Regions from separate parts of the Hordeum vulgare genome. Here region 1 is linked to region 2. Evidence: chromatin contacts called from public Hi-C data. All regions are on one chromosome and are shown on one strand. Each heading gives the region's core, a stretch centred on a gene start, on an enhancer-like site or on the middle of the called end of the contact. The rest is flanking DNA. Distances are from core to core; before and after follow the strand shown. Region 1 holds the start of LOC123407171 (protein adenylyltransferase SelO). Region 2 holds the start of LOC123410211.

Evidence for each region. Hi-C and Micro-C count contacts between places; a contact is called where the count stands out from the background.
Region 1: a Hi-C map of leaf shows a contact between it and region 2, with 5 times the contacts expected there. The contact joins the promoter of LOC123407171 here to the promoter of LOC123410211 in region 2. A contact is called at or near these places in 3 of 6 Hi-C or Micro-C datasets (leaf and seedling) and 1 of 1 datasets of contacts at active chromatin or transcription factors (embryo).

What each region holds. Positions count from the first base shown.
Region 1 is chr7H:143,994,248-143,998,833 of MorexV3_pseudomolecules_assembly, forward strand. LOC123407171 (protein adenylyltransferase SelO) reads right to left here and starts at 2,142. Exons shown (of 8, transcript XM_045100248.1): 1 at 1,787-2,142; 2 at 1,567-1,676. The coding sequence starts at 2,104.
Region 2 is chr7H:143,677,005-143,680,942 of MorexV3_pseudomolecules_assembly, forward strand. It overlaps LOC123410211, which reads right to left and starts at 1,821. Exons shown (of 2, transcript XM_045103118.1): 1 at 1,431-1,821; 2 at 372-1,142. The coding sequence starts at 1,017. The coding sequence ends at 601.

The sequences.
Region 1 (4,586 bases), core at 892-3,391, 320 kb after region 2:
AAAATCATCACGGACCAAGCAAGTTTCTGGACACCTGATGCTTTTACCTCTTAAAACGTGAACACACTTCTGCGCAGAAAGACATGATGATAACTGGTTTGAGGATGGCCCATAGATATTATCACTCAACTTGACTATATCCTTTGCTGAGACCATTTTCATTTGTCTTTGTCTAGAAATCATTTAAAGTTGAGACAATTTTCACTTGTTTCCGTCACGGAATTATTTAACTAGAGCATAATGCCAGAACCAGTATGAGCATTTTTCAAGGCCCAACATTTTGCAACAACAACAACAACAACCAAGCCTTTCAGTCCCAAACAAGTTGGGGTAGGCTAGAGTTGAAACCCATAAGATCTCGAAACCAAGTCATGGCTCTGGAACGTGGATAGCTAACTTCCACGCACCCCTGTCCATGGCATTTTGCAACATAAATATATACCAGTATTACCAAACAAAGCAGCACACGACGTGGCCTAACCTTCGGCTTAGCATTTTCCATGAGAACAAAAAAAATAACTGTTTGCCGGACAATACAAATAACAAATGTTTCATGGCAACTGCAGATAAGACAAAAATGTGATGTTCCACGTGGAACTACCTAGAGTATTTTATATGCCTTTCATTCACGCGAACAGCTGGATTTTTTGACAACATATCACTCTGTTCAACTACCAGTTAATGATCTGGTGTCAAGAGTCAAATATCTGATTGATAACCTTTTTGTTCCCCAGAAGTAGTGATGAGATTCAAAAAAGAAACAGGGGGGTTGGGGTGGAGTTAATATATGTATTTATGAATGAATAAAGCCCTTTGACTTAAGAAGCAAGTCCATTTGCTTCATAAATCGTAAACAATACAGATCTTTTACATGTTACCCTTTGGAAAAAATAGTAAAATATCTGATCGATAACCATTTTGTTTAACAGAAATTTCTTAGTGGTGAACTTTGAAAAAAGAAACAGGTGGTGGGGTGGGGTGGGGTGAATATATGTCTGAATAAATGAAAACAGCACTTTGACTTAAGTAGCAAGTCTGTCTTTTGCTTCATAAATCATAGACAATACAGATCTTCTACATGATACCCTTTGGGAAATATTGGTACGCTAATTCTGGATAGAAATTAACTCTTGTGTTTAAAAGTACCTACTGAAACTATCACCATTAGTGCACAGGAGTTATTAGTAGACAATCTTACTAGCCTTTGGGAAATATTGGTACACTAATTCTGGATAAGAATTAACTGTTATGTTTAAAAGTACCACTGAAACTATCACCTTTAGTGCACAAGAGTTAGTAGACAATCTTACTAGTCAGTCTGGTGTGGTCGCCTTTATCGCACATAAATTACTGCTCACTCGACCATTTTTAGGTTGTGACTTGTGAGCTACCAAGAGTAGGGTGAGTTCACAATTTCAATGCAAATTACACACATTTGTAAAAAATTCTTCATGCACGTCTCAATAACCAGTTGCCCCTCAACAAAAGGGGGGGTGCCACAATGCTCTCAAGAACGATGGAAACCATAGCCAGAAAGCTAGCGAGTAGCTGGGATATGCAACTAACTCTTTGTGATCCAGATCGAGGAGGTCAGCTGCGGACTGGGACCACGCCACGAGCTTAGGGTTCTCCACGGGCGCCGAGGGAGACACCTTGGTGTAACAAGCGTGCAGCACCTGCGACATAAAACCTCGGGGATAAACACTCGGCAAGAAATTAACCTAGCTGCTATGCTCACCATGCGGCAAAACTAGGAGCAAGCAGGGGGGGAGCGAGGGGCGCGAACCTGGCGGGGGATGTTGTCGGATCGCGGGTCGCCGGGCAGCTCGCGGACGAAGGTCTCGTCCCACGAGAGCTCCTCCAGCGCGCGGCGCGGGCGGGCGGCGGCCTCTCCGGCGCCGCTCGTCCCGGCGGCCGGTGCCGCCTCGCCGGTAGCGGAGGAGGCCATGCCTCGGAAGAGCAGGCGGCGGAGCGGGTGGCGGGTCGGGGGCGGCGGCAGGCGGAGACGGCGGGAGGGGGGAGGGGACGGGGGGAGGGAGCGGGGGAGGAGGAGGTGGGGGTATAGGTTGGGGAGGACGGTGGGGAAGCGCAACTGAGGGGGCATGGCGCCTGCGTGCTGCGTGCGGCGCCTTTTTTTTTCTCTCTCTCTCTCTCTCTCCGTCCGGGTCAATCCGGTGCAGGCGTGTCGCCCTGCGCGTTGTGGTAGGGCGGCGTGCGTGGCCGGGCCTGGGTGTGGGGTGGGTGGGAGGAGCGAGCGGTCCTGGTTAAACGGTGGGATTTGTTCGAGGCTGGCCCGGCGGGCCGGCTTCTTTTGCGTGTGGGTAGCGGAGCCACGGACACGTGCCCGTGGCCATGCTTACGTCGCCCGGTCAAGTGGAGATAAACTCAGAGTGACTCAAACGAACGTAGTTTGTTTCTTTAGCCATCAACACACGGATCCTCAAATCCGACGTGGATAGTGACCAATCACGTCTTAAATAATACAGTCTATATTTGAATATTTTAAATTAAAAACCTTAAATTCATACTATTACATGCAACGTAAAACTAGTAATAAGCGGAGCTCGTCCAGCTCCGTCGTGTCCATGTCCGGCGGCTGGTTGCGCCCCTTATAGTGTTGGTCTGATCGCTAACGAGGTAGAGTAGGACATAGGACACTAGCTGACTCACACGAGTCGAGCTCCCATCGTCTCCCATGCCCGAACCCGTAACCTGGACGGGGCTAATCGACATGAGGTCAGTGACGGATCCTTCATGGAGGAGTCGACGTCCACCACGGCACTACTGCACCCTACAGGGCGTCGGAGAGTGTGATTCCACTTCTCTAACTTTCGTCGTAGTGAGGGCCTCCGCCACATCCCGTGGCTGCTTGGCACGCCACGCCATGACATCATCTGAGGTCGACCGTGCTTCGTGCTTGGCGCGCCAACGGAGGGGTTGCGCTTCTGCCATGGCGTTCGGACGCCAAATGGACCGCGTCGTCTCCGGTGAGGCAGCAACGTCGGATCCAAGCACCGGTTGTGCGAAAGCAATGGATCCCTAGAGTTGCGAGTCTGAGCGATACCATCATGCGTCCGCCTCCCGAGAGCGGTGGAGCGCAAGCCGGACGGCCATCTCCTCCTCGGGGCCGCGTGGGACAAGCTCATGGTCGACGGATCTGGAGGTGAAGGACTCGGATCCGCTGCCAACCATGCTGGATGTGAGCTTGGGTGGCGGATGGGAGTGAAGGGGAGTGGAGTGAAGTGGCTAGGGTTTGGTCCGGCGAGCGAATGGGGATGAATATATGTGAGGTAGATGCGGGCCAGCACGGACCAGGTGGGCGCGCCGAGGCTTCCCCATATCCGGCCCATATTTGGATTGGAAACGGGGGTACCGGTCAGCCCGGGCATTTGAGATCGGTTTGAGAGGCCCGTCTAGGTCGATTTTTTATGACCAAGCGGTGACCGGGCGGCCTGCCTGAGCGTTTGCGAAGAGTCTGAGGGTCCAGTTGTAGATGCTCTTATGTGTCGATGGACGCTCGTATTTCGACCAACCAGTCATCCGCTACAACGAATATAGAAAAAAGTGGTCAGCGGCCATGCGAGCATTTAAAAACACATCACAAAGTTTATGCTCACGTACTTTTCATTGGTCGGCACACTTACCAGCACACACAAAAAGGCCATACATATCAATCGTGGTCATGTCGGCATACAAAAAATACGACACTTGTTCACACACAAAACGTCACCGTGTACCCTCGATGTCGGGGGTGATGCTCCATAGCTCACGTCGTAGGAGACCCGGCCGGAAACGCGGAACACAAACAATCCGGCGGGTGCTTTTGTAGAGCCGAAAACCCACACGCCCGGGAGGGACCTCGTTAGGGTGCACGTCGGCTATGGACTGTCTTAGGTCGACCTGATCTCCCTTAGGGCCTCGTGAATCGCCGTCGTGCAACTAGAAGAACAAACGAAGAACGAGGAAGAAGAAGAACAAGGGAGAGAGATAAAGGTAAAGCTAAAATGTGGTAGATTGATTTGGTCGGTTGTGTGTTGTTCAATCGGTCGTCACCTCTCATCTATTTATGAGGTGGCTGTACAAAAAAACTCCAAATCCCATCCAAAACTTTCTAAAATTAACCGAACTCGAATTTAGGTACGTCCAAGGCAGCAGTTTGGTGTTTGGGTCTCACGAGACGAAAACAATCTCGGATGAAGTTGAGCCCAAAAGAAAATGTAATCGTTTCGATGAGACGAACAACTTTCTTGTTGGATATTTTTTGATTCAAGGCCGTCTTGTGGGCCTAAATGCTCGTGCAAAACAAGCAATCAGGACGCTACTTATTATGCACGTGTCTGATTGGGCGTGCCACTTTTTGGTTTGTCATAGGGCCGCACTCTGATGACTTTAGCTTTTGCATACGATCTCAGATTGAGATGATTTTCATATCAAAATTGATCGATTCGACGAGACAAAGACAATCTATGTATAACATTTTCTCATATGAGGTCATCTTGGGGCTTAATCGACTGAAGAGTACTTTGAATATGAAATCTTAGTATTTTGAGCACACTTTCAACCTTCGAGATGAGATCGGAAGACGA
Region 2 (3,938 bases), core at 571-3,070:
ATTTTCTTGCAATGTCGCGCATCCAAGTGTATGTATCCCAAGCAAGCACATGTCACGTGATCATCTGAAATCCAGTATATCTCTGTATTTCACCAATGGGTCGAATGAACTTGGGTGATTTAATTTATCTTACAATTCTTATCGCACCGCACGGAAGTACACTCCCTCCGTTTGGAAACAAGTGGAGTGGTTTAGTAGGAACCATGATTACATGGCAATACCACCAAAGATGATTAGCTGTGATGAATAGGCAAACAAAAAATGTGCAAAAGATAGACTAAAATTGGCAAGAGCTGATGCTGATGTGATGGAACAGCATATCATATCAACTGATGTGATGTAGTAAAACAGTAGCCTAGAGCAGCTAACCATGAATTTCAAGTGACTCTTCTCATCACCATAAGCAAAGCATCCATAGTTTGCAATGAGCACTGTATATGTTTACATCCATCCATGTAGCTAGAGCCATGTAAACATGATGAAGACGAAGGTTGCTACTAAACCATAAAGTTGACAAAACTGAAGAGCATGCAGCTGCCTAACACATATCCATCCAAGAGCGCGTGTTGCCGGCCGCCGCTCCATTAATTCCTCCAGCTACTACAGGCCCGCCTCCGCGGCTCGCCGGGGCGTGCTCTTCCGGCGGCTCCCGTTCTGCCGGAAGCCGCTGGACCGGGTCGTCGTCGTGGACTCGTCGTTGCTGGACCGGGTGCTCGAGCTGTTCTCCTCCATGTCGAGGTTCGAGCTCTCTTCCTTGGGTGCCCTGTTCCTCTTGTTGCCGTTGCCTTCAGGGTCGTTCTCCTTGAGCTCTGCGTTACCTCCTTCTGCATCGCCATGAACGCCCGCTGCCGAGCTCTTGGGTTCTGGTGGTAGATCGACTTTGTCGGGGACGCGCTGCTTTTGGGGCCTCCCTCTCCTCTTCCTTGCAGGCACGACCTCTTCGCCGCTGCTCACCTTGTCTTCATGGCTCCTGCCGTTGGCGATGGGCTTCCTTCCTCTGCCTCTTCCCCTACCCATTGCTTGAATCGAGCAGTGCTTTCTCTATAGATGTATTGAGAAACTATTACCGGAAAAACTTGAAGCTCGCCTGGGTTACTTGTTGGAAGCAAGATTTTTCGGTGCTAAAACCTTGATCTAGAAATCTGCAAGAAAAATGGGCCAATAACTTGCGATTTAATCTGTGGTTGGATTGAAGTACCAGCACATCATTTCCACCAAAATAATAATAATAATAATAATAATAATCAGTATCTCAGTGTTGGAATGAGATCCGTAGGATAGGAATCAAGAAGTTGAAGCAGCAAATATCCCCATCAAATCTCAGATTGAAACGCATCCATAGACAGGCAGAACACGCAAAAGGAGGAAAACAACGTAACTTAATCAGGAAAAAGGAAGCATCCAATCCAGTACGGGATGGCGGAGCTGACCTTGCATGGAAGCAGCATCCGGCTCAAGAAGCGTATCTTGCTCCCATTTCTCCAGGCCCAGCGGAGGTGAGGAAAAGATTGGATTCCGCTGTTGCCGGGTGAAGAAAGCAAATGGATTGGCTGCGATCTCCGGATTCAGGGGCCGTGTGGGAGTTTGGGGAAAGCTAGGAGATTCTTGAATGAGTAGGCCTGTAGGTGGTAGTGGTGGTAGCAGGAGCAGCAGGCACCAGGCAGTGGTGGTGCTAGCTCCTACTGGGGGACGCGCTCGGCTGCTAGCTCGAGCTCCTCCACTCCAGAGTCCAGACAGCGGGTGCAGCTGCAGCAGGGACAGCGTACACACTGCGCGCACCACGCGCAGGACAGAGGAGGGGGCGCTTGCTTTGCTGGGCCGCTTTCCCGTGGCTCGGCTGCTCTCACTCGCTTTGTTTACGGTTTACCAACCGTTGAAAACGAGCTGCTGCTGCTGCTGCTGCTATGCCGTGGTGCAGTGCAACTGGCCTGACAAAGCACCAAATGTTTATTGGCGCGGGCAGCCGTAGCGCGGCGCGGTTACCGCTGCGTGATGGCCGGGCTACTGTTTCATTGGTGTTTGGTGCGTATGTGCTCTCGAGGGATTCAAAAACGGTGGCGACGGGAGGACGGACAGGAGGGATCCCAAGACTGACAGCCGAGAAAACCAGGGGCTACGGCCAAGATCCCAGTCGTCGGCTCTCTCTGCCCCATAACGGATGTGTCGCTCATTTCTTTGCTGGGTAAAAAGAATAGTTGATACTTCTTTCAAACTATTTTCTGCCTCACAACAATCAACTATTAGCTAGAGGAGGGGCACGTGTGCGCTAGATGCTAGGACCGGAGAGTAAACCTGTTAAATGGACAGCCCGGCCCGAAAACCCGGGCCAGGCCGGGCTCGGGCTTTCATTTTTGCATTTTTTGGACCAGACTTTCGGGCTTCATGCCGAGTTCACAACACTGATAAACATCATTCGGGTCAGGATTTTAGGCTACATGCCTATATTCGGGCTGGGCTCGGGCTTGAGAAAGTGCGCACTTTTGGGATTCGGGCTAGGCTTGGGCTTAGAATTTGGGGTTCGAAAAGCCCGTCCCGACATATGAACATGTTTAGTTGGGGTTGAGTTCTCGGAGGATGCAGTGGATGTATTTTCTTTAAAACTTCGGGTGCAAATGCTTCACATCAGTCCCTATAGTCAAGCTTCTATGATTAAGTGAAAGCATCAAAGCCGCTAGTATGATTGCCTTATTTCCTTCCGCACTGCCTCCTCCGGCACCAAGACGTTGGCTAAGGGTAACAATATGGAAGCCGGAAACACCTTGATAGCGTCTACCAGGGGGTTAAAGCCGACGACTGGAAACTTTCAAGTTAAAACGACCGCGCAGGAGTAAAAATTAAACAAAGTAAGATATGGTATACCATGTAGAGCAAAAAGCATTGTATTGCATAAAGGTTCAACCGTTAATACAAGATCTCATTTTTATTCAAAGATTACATCCTTGGAGCACTCGGTTTCTATCGCCCGAGCACCCTCCATTACATTTGGGGAATATAGCTCGGAGCGCCTATGCTCCTTTCCATGCGACAGAGGTGCGGTGGCCATCTCGATGGGCTTCAACTTCGTCCAGTGCACCATGGTCCTCGTGAATGCCATCCGAGCTCCCTTAATAGAGACATCACACAATAGAGAAAAAGCACTTGAGGACGTCAATTCGGGGCGCAACAGCGATTAGTTTTTGCATGAGACCGATGTAGCTGCTGGGCAGCGGCTCTGTAGGCCATAGCCTGATGCAGAGATCCTTCATGGCTGGCTGCACCATCCGATGTAGTTCCGTCGGTTGTTTCAGCTGATCGGAGACGAGGAGGGGCTGGTCAGGGGCTTGGAACTGCTCCCAGAACAACCTCAGCTCGACATCTCCTCCTTGGGATGCATAGTGACTTGAAGCTTCTGCAACACTCTTGGGGAGGTCCGCAAACACGCCCGGAGAATGCCATACTCGGGAAAGCAATGCAAGCTTTTTTCCGCCAAAGATGCATTATAGTAAGTATCACTTATCACCCGCAATGTGTTTGATTTGATGCATCTCCTTCTCACGGCCTTGCTGTTAGGGCATATTTATGCCTAAGTAATTTTGGTGATTGATGACAGTACCTTAAAGGACTAATCGTGTGCATTAAGCTTTCAGATAATACATGACAAAGGCACAAGACGATTCGGCACCCTCCGTGGAACAGAAGCACGGTGTCCTCTACGATTCTCTTTGGTGGTATTTGAGTTGTAGGAACGCCGTACTATTAAGAGGGGATCCGTATTGGAAAGGTTTGGGTGGAATCAATCTTGCACGCACACACTTTATCTCCATCCCCTTTCCCTGCAACTTTGGAGCTGTTCCCATCTCTGGTTTCTCTCATCTTGTAAAAAGGTCTCTTAGCGGTAGTACCGCTGGCCCTAGCGGTAGTACCGCTAGAGCTAGAGAGCTGGCGGTAGTACCACTGGC